Regions from separate parts of the Mus musculus genome. Here region 2 is linked to region 1. The links are chromatin contacts, called in public HiChIP or PLAC-seq maps. All regions are on one chromosome and are shown on one strand. The core of a region is the stretch at or near the end of the contact, and the rest is flanking DNA. Distances in the headings are between cores, read along the strand shown. Region 1 overlaps Mtss1 (MTSS I-BAR domain containing 1). Region 2 has its middle 73 kb from the start of Mtss1.

Region 1 (3,260 bases), core at 554-3,053:
AAATCCTTTAAAAAAATAAAAATAGAATTTTTCTGTAATCAAAACATACCCAAGTATGTTTGGTTAAAAACTCATACATAGATCTGCTTTTTCTTCCAGCATGCCCCACCTCCTCCCACCCCCATCCCAACCCGGCTCCCCAACCAACGCCCAAGTTAAGAACAGTCTGGTCTGGTGTGTTTTGCTGTTAAGACAGTGTAGAAGAGACTGAGCAACAAAGGGAAGGCCCCATCATCTCTGTGCTGGGCCACGTTGTCCTACAGCCTAGAGAGAGGGGGGGCAGGTGTCCACAGGCTTCTGAGCTTGGCCGTCAGTGGGTGGTATGGTGGACATATTCACGAGTCAGCATTTCACTGTGAGCAGAGGAAATCTGTAGTTGTCAGAGCATTGATGGTCCCTGCTTTCTCAGCTCGACTTTGGCCCCAGTGGGGTAGACATCCGTGAGAGGCAGAGGTTTTGGTGGACCATCCCAGGGGAGGATGGGAGCCTGGCTTCAGTGTTCTCTGTCTAACTACACGGGAACGCAGTGGGTGAGGTGGGCAGGTTGTTTGGGTGCCTGGTTCCCTCCGTGCTGAGTGAAGGGAGAGGACTCTCTGGAGGGACAGGTAGTGGAAGACTGGGTGAGCGGCTCACCCTGAGAATATTGGAACTTTCTCAGGAAGTGGGTGACTGCTGGGGGCCGCCACTTACATTCTTAGATGCTCTGTGTTATACATACAGTATGTTACGTACTTTCTTGAGCTAGCAAAGGTTATTTATGTCTAAAACTGTGTATTCTGAGCTTATTAAGTATTTTCAAGGGTGGGTTTTGACTCTATATGATCTTCCTATTATGCACTAATTACAAATGGCTCTTTCTTAACTAGAACACGGCCACTCTTCTCTCGGACTTTTGTTAAGTCTGTAGAGTTTTATGAAGTTCTGATAAGATTTTCCATTCAGGTTTGACATTCTCATCTGCGTTTGAGAGAAAGTACAGGGTATATCATATAGCCAAGGTAGGCCTCCCTGGCCTGGCCAGTCCTTGCACCCAACGATGGGTTACATTTACTGTCTTACATGTGGTTTGTAAGGGGACAGCTATGGCGATTGATCTAGCAGTTTCCTGAATGGCAACTGAATTCGTCATTCACTGAGACAGTGGACAGAGAAGATAGGTCAAGGGCTCAGGGAGTCAGGCTGTTTGGGCCTTAGCCCTGATCTCTACCTTGGATGAATCCTTCAACTTCTTAAGGTTTGACCTCTTCAACCCGAACAGTTAGGAAGACCCTAACACGCCTTCCAGTTCTGTGTTTAAAGTTACGAAGCAAGTACTTACATAGCACGTGCTGTGTACACATGCAGATACTGTGAGGGATCTCAGGGAAAGGCTAAAACCTCGCCCTGAAGGAGCTTAGAAATTCTTTCTCTGGCTTGAATGTAGGTAAAGCCTCTTTGCCAAAGGTCCAGGGTAGAAGCTTAAGAGCTAGTATCCTGTGTGTGACCCTGCTGTCCCCAGCAACAGGTCAGATCTAGACTAGTGCAGCAGGACTAATTCTGCAAAAGGCCAAATATTCTTGGTCCCTGGACATATATGTAAATGAGTGTGTGTGACCGTGTTCTAATAAAACTTTATTTACACAGACAGCTATCCCTGTTCTAGAGTTGCTTAACTGATTACTGGAAACAGTAAAACGTTGTTCGGATAACTAGAGTCTGGTGGTGTGGCCAGATAAGTAAATAATACGGCTCCGCTCAGTGTAGGTTTGTTCTTCATTTTGTCACCAACAAAGACCTAACTATAGACATCTGGTTACCAGGTTCCTTCTGCAGGAAGGGCATTGGAGCCCTCCATTAGGGACTTAGTGCCAACCATTCCCAGGTCCGAGGACTAGGAGCTGAATAACTACCTTTGTCTTCAGGGACTGGAACTTGTGCCTAAACAAAGGCTCTTTGACTGAGGTGGACCTGACAAAGCCAGCTTGTATGCATTTTTGGAAGCGTCCCTAGACACCTTGCTCCCCATCCCCAGACGAAACAAAGAAAGGAATGCTGTCACTGTGTGACCCGAGGTTTGCTGGCACAGGGGTCTGCAGGCTCGCACAAGGCCTGCAAGCTAGGAAGCCATCGCAGGAGATGCTCCTCGCTGGCAAATCAGCCAGATAAGTAAATACTCCCTTCAGAGGTTAGGAACAGGAAATAGATGCTCCTAGGAAAAGCAGCTGCTTCCAGTCTTTTGGGAGCGATGAGTAATGTTTTTAAGTCCTGGCAAAGGGTGCTTTGCCTCCAGCGAGGACTTCAGAGAAGGGAATTTGTTCTCGGAGCTGGCATTTCAGCGAGCTGACCATTCCGCCTTGTTCTGTTCACAGGGAGGGGCGACATCCAGCCTCAGTTGGACAGCGCTCTCCAGGATGTCAACGATAAATACCTCCTGTTGGAGGAAACGGAGAAGCAGGCTGTGCGCAAGGCACTCATCGAAGAACGAGGCCGGTTCTGCACCTTCATCTCTATGCTGCGGCCAGTGATCGTAAGTCGATGGAAACCTCTGGAAGGCTTGAACTAGGTAGTGTGGGGAGGGCTTTCCTTCTTGATTTATACATCCACCAGCCTACTGACAGCCACCTACTGCTATCTTGAATCTCGATGGCGGAAGCATGTCCACACATTAGATTCTCAGCGAGGAGCTGATGTCCACGTGGCCAACTCCTTATCCGCAGTTCATAGCAATGCTCATCCTATTTGGGCTTGCCTATTTATTTATTTATTTATTTATTTATTTATAACTGAGTTATGGTGTACCCTATCTGGGCATGGTGGCCCAAGCCTGTAATCCCAGCACCATGGAGGCTGATACAAGAGGGTCGCTGTGAATTTTAGGCAAGTCGCGGCTGCACAGTAAATTCTAGACCACCTAGAGCTACAGAGTGAGGCTTGTTTTTTTCCCCTACCTCAGAAAACAAACAAACGAAAGAATCCTAAGGTAAGAGTTCCAGGGCGACGCCAGCACCTGTCAACTAGATAGGAACATTCTGAGGCCCACCGTATCTCAGACTCCAAGCCTGGGACCCCGCACATCTGTGTCTTAAGCCCTCGGAAGCATCTCGGGATCCGCTCCCACATAGTTTTCCAGTAAACCCCGAGCAGAGTTTGCAGCAGCCACTCTCGACGCTGCAGGAAGGCTCCTGGGGCAGCTCTCTCCACCCTAGCGGAATTCTCAGATTGGAGTTGTTCCTCTGTCTGTACCTGTGCCCTCTGGTTCCCACTGGCACTTGGGAAGGCGA
Region 2 (3,226 bases), core at 646-3,145, 200 kb before region 1:
AGGATAGAGTGGCCAATCCTAGAACTGGGAAACAAAAGGACATGGGGATGTTTGCAGGACAGAGAAGCCCCTAGCTCCTGCTGGTACATCTGAAGAAGCGGTGCGGGGCTGGGCATGGGGATGGGAGCCAGATGCTGCTTTAGGCAGAGTGGGCACTCAGTCATCTAAGAGAGGACACACATGGGTGCAGTGATGTTGGCCAAGAACGAGAGAAAACAGAAAGAGGTTCCTGTTCTCCTCTGACTTCCTCATGTCTCCTATTAGCAGAACCCAGCAAAAAAGACGGCTGCTGCCTAGAAATGGAGTTTTCAGAGCCCCACCCGGGTGTTCCAGAGTCAAGTGTAGAACAGATGTTGAGCTCTGCTGCTGGTGCCGAATGTTCGTCACAACCATAACTGAATTTTTTGTGACTGTTTCCTATTCCTCTTCTTCCCTACCAGGCATGTCTAAGCTGCAGGCTCCGTGTATCCCAGGATAGCCATAAATGTGGCCCAGCACACTTGAAGATGCCAGTGTCACGTGGGAACATCAAGTCTGGGAACCACTTAGCCTGGGCTGTAAGTTCACTGGCGGAAAAGCTACAGTGACTTGCTTTCTTGCTGTCTTCACCTACAGCAAATGTATCTGGGATACTGGGAATCTTCAAGAGTTGCTCACTGAAATGGATTCATGAGAGAAGTAGTATTCATGAGATAGGAGAACAAGTACTGAAGTACTGAAATTCTTCTTTTTCTTTAAGATTTTTTTTTTTAATGTATAGACAGGCAGATATCTGTGGGCGCCGGATCCTGGGAAACTGGAGTTTACAGGCAGTTGTGCCCAGTGGTATGTGAACTCGGGACTTCTGGAAGAGCAGGAAGCATTCTTAACCTCTAAGCCACTTACTTCACCAGCTCCAAGTACTGGGATTCTCATGTAAGAGGATGTGCTGGGGTGAGATTTGGGAAGATGGCTCTGTGGTAAAGTGTTTGCCATGCAGACATGAGGAGCTAAGTTCAGACACGAGCTGGGCATGGCACATCTGCGATGCTAGCACTAGACAGGGTGGAGACAAGAGGATTCCTCAGGGCACCATGGCTAGCCAGTCTAGGCAAAATAGCAAGTTCTGGCTTTCTTGAGAGAGCCTGTCTCCAAAAATAAAGTGATGAATGAGAGAAAAAAAAATCCTGACATTAACCTCTAGTTTCTATGTGCACATTCAAAGAAACACACACAGACACACACACACTACACTCACTCATACACACACTCACAGAAGAGGCAGGGGAGGGAGAGCAAGAGAGCAGTACTAGCAAGGGATGAGCTAATGTCAGTGATGTTGGTCAAAGTCTTAACTCAGACTGGTCCTACAGGGCTCTGGACAGTGAACTACTCCCTAGGCCTGCTGCCCCCTTAGGGTACTCTGTCAGGCACTGGCTGCAGTGGAGGACCCTCAAGATGCAAATAATTTATGCAACCTCCCTGTTGAGGGTGGCTCCTGAAGGAAAAGGGAAAGTCCCCAGAGAAGAGGCCTTTGTGAGAATCAGCAGCCATCACCCACAGCAGGGGACATGGCAGACCCACCTGTGCAGAGGGCTCAGGGGGACACAAAGCACGTCTTCAGCCAAGGGTGGTGGTACCCACTCTTCACAGGGAGCTGTGGCAGAGGCTTTCAGGTCTTTCTGTGGTCTTAGGTTTCTTCTGCTGCACTTTGCAAGATAGAGTGGATTCCTTTCATCCTGTGGGGATTTTTATCAGACATGACAGAAGCTAAAATGTTAATTGCCCACATTCCTGGGTTGCCTGGGCCCTGGCATGTCTTCTGCAGCCAGGAGCAACCACAGACATAGCCTCAGCACCACAGGGACCCTCAAATGGCAGATTCCATCCCCACATGCTCTCCTCTGCGGAAGAAAGACAGGCCCCTCACTCCTTCCTTAGCTGCCCCGCAGGTGCCCACTCAGTGGTGGCCTGGCAGCCTGCACCAAAGAATGTCACTCTGGCTTAAGGCCCAGCCTCAGACAAAAGCCCTTTTGGAGCTAAGCCTACATCCTCTGGCTGACAAGACCCTCCCCCATCACCAACCAGGGAGGGCAGCTAAATTCATCTCCCTCCAACTGATGCTCCCCACAGGGCAAAGCCACCTCCCTACTCAGGAAGCAAAAGGCGTCTGAACTCTTTTGCCTCTGGCTTTCCGACAAATAGCTGACTGTCCTCACACTGAACAGGAGAGGGTGATCAGACAACACTGCCCCAGACCAGGCCAAAGAGGCCTCCAGACACACGTGTGCACTGGGAGCTGGGAGGAGGGGGCTAAGCATCAAGAACAAAGGACAACCTTCACACCCAACCCTGCCTCTGGCCGGGAGCTTGGAGTCACACTGCCTTGAGTTTAAATTTCTGTTTTGCTGGGAGTACCAGCCAACCACTGGGCAGGTCCGGCCCTGAACTCTTTGCCACTTTTCCATGAAGAGAAGAATACCAGGTGATTACCTGTTTTGAAGATTAAGAGTAATAGTATAAGATCCTAGTAGACCTCACCTGGCAGCCTGGCACTGTCGCCACAAACCAGTCTTCTGCTACATTCCCTCCTGATCCCACAGCTGAAGACCTCAGCCCCTTAGACCGCCAATTTGCAAATGAATGGACTTAAACTTAAACTTCTTCAGTTTTGTTTCCCTGGAAAACATTCCTAGAACCCTACTTGTTAGGCCTTAAAACCCGGGCCGCAGCGACCTCCTCTCAGGTTGATCCTTAAACCCAGCCTTTGTTTTTTGAGATGCTGACAATTACTGCAGCTCTTTGTTCAGTGTCTCTTGGCTAACTGTCAGCTCCCGAGGATGTGGCTGTCCTGACGCCAATTTGAACTGATTTTTTTTTTTTTTTTGCAAGTGAAATTTCAAGGGACAATGTGCCAGGTGTCTCAGTGAGCTGGAGTCTGGTGGGCTCTCTGTCCTCTGCTCTGTAAGAGCCCTCATTCATGTTTGGGTGGTGAGAGACTTGTTTTCACACTTGGTATTTCATTCCATCTTCACAATGATGGCGCTGAGGTGGCTATTGATCCGCCCACTTTGCAATTATCCCATTCATGAATAAGAAAACCAGTAAGACCGTACATATGGAGGGCGGGATGTGTGGCACCTGCTGCTTTGGCGGTGGGACCTAGGCTTCTGTTTAGGAAGCGTTATTTCAGCAAGCTGTTGAACGTCTCTTCTGCTTCAGGTATGCTGCGATACATACATGGGTT

What was found. HiChIP or PLAC-seq counts read pairs in DNA pulled down with a chosen protein or histone mark.
Region 2: an H3K27ac HiChIP or PLAC-seq map of oligodendrocyte precursor cells shows a contact between it and region 1, with 5 times the contacts expected there. The contact joins two enhancer-like sites. A contact is called at or near these places in 1 of 15 datasets of contacts at CTCF or cohesin (large pre-B cells), 7 of 484 Hi-C or Micro-C datasets (the G1E-ER4 cell line, Th1 cells, bone marrow-derived macrophages and 4 more), 5 of 115 datasets of contacts at active chromatin or transcription factors (bone marrow-derived macrophages, embryonic stem cells and oligodendrocyte precursor cells) and 3 of 9 other capture datasets (adipose tissue, liver and pancreatic islet).

The regions. Positions count from the first base shown.
Region 1 is chr15:58,955,679-58,958,938 of GRCm38.p6, reverse strand. It overlaps Mtss1 (MTSS I-BAR domain containing 1), which reads left to right. Exons shown (of 15, transcript NM_144800.2): 8 at 2,349-2,506. Among named protein-coding and RNA genes, the nearest start is that of Ndufb9, 24 kb to the right of the region's middle. Within about 2 kb of position 1,803, at least 20 of the 459 cell types and tissues checked have an H3K27ac peak or open chromatin away from gene starts, as enhancers often do. A contact at or near this core is called in oligodendrocyte precursor cells, where this site is marked.
Region 2 is chr15:59,153,515-59,156,740 of GRCm38.p6, reverse strand. No RefSeq gene overlaps it. Among named protein-coding and RNA genes, the nearest start is that of Mtss1, 73 kb to the right of the region's middle. Within about 2 kb of position 1,895, at least 79 of the 459 cell types and tissues checked have an H3K27ac peak or open chromatin away from gene starts, as enhancers often do. A contact at or near this core is called in oligodendrocyte precursor cells, where this site is marked.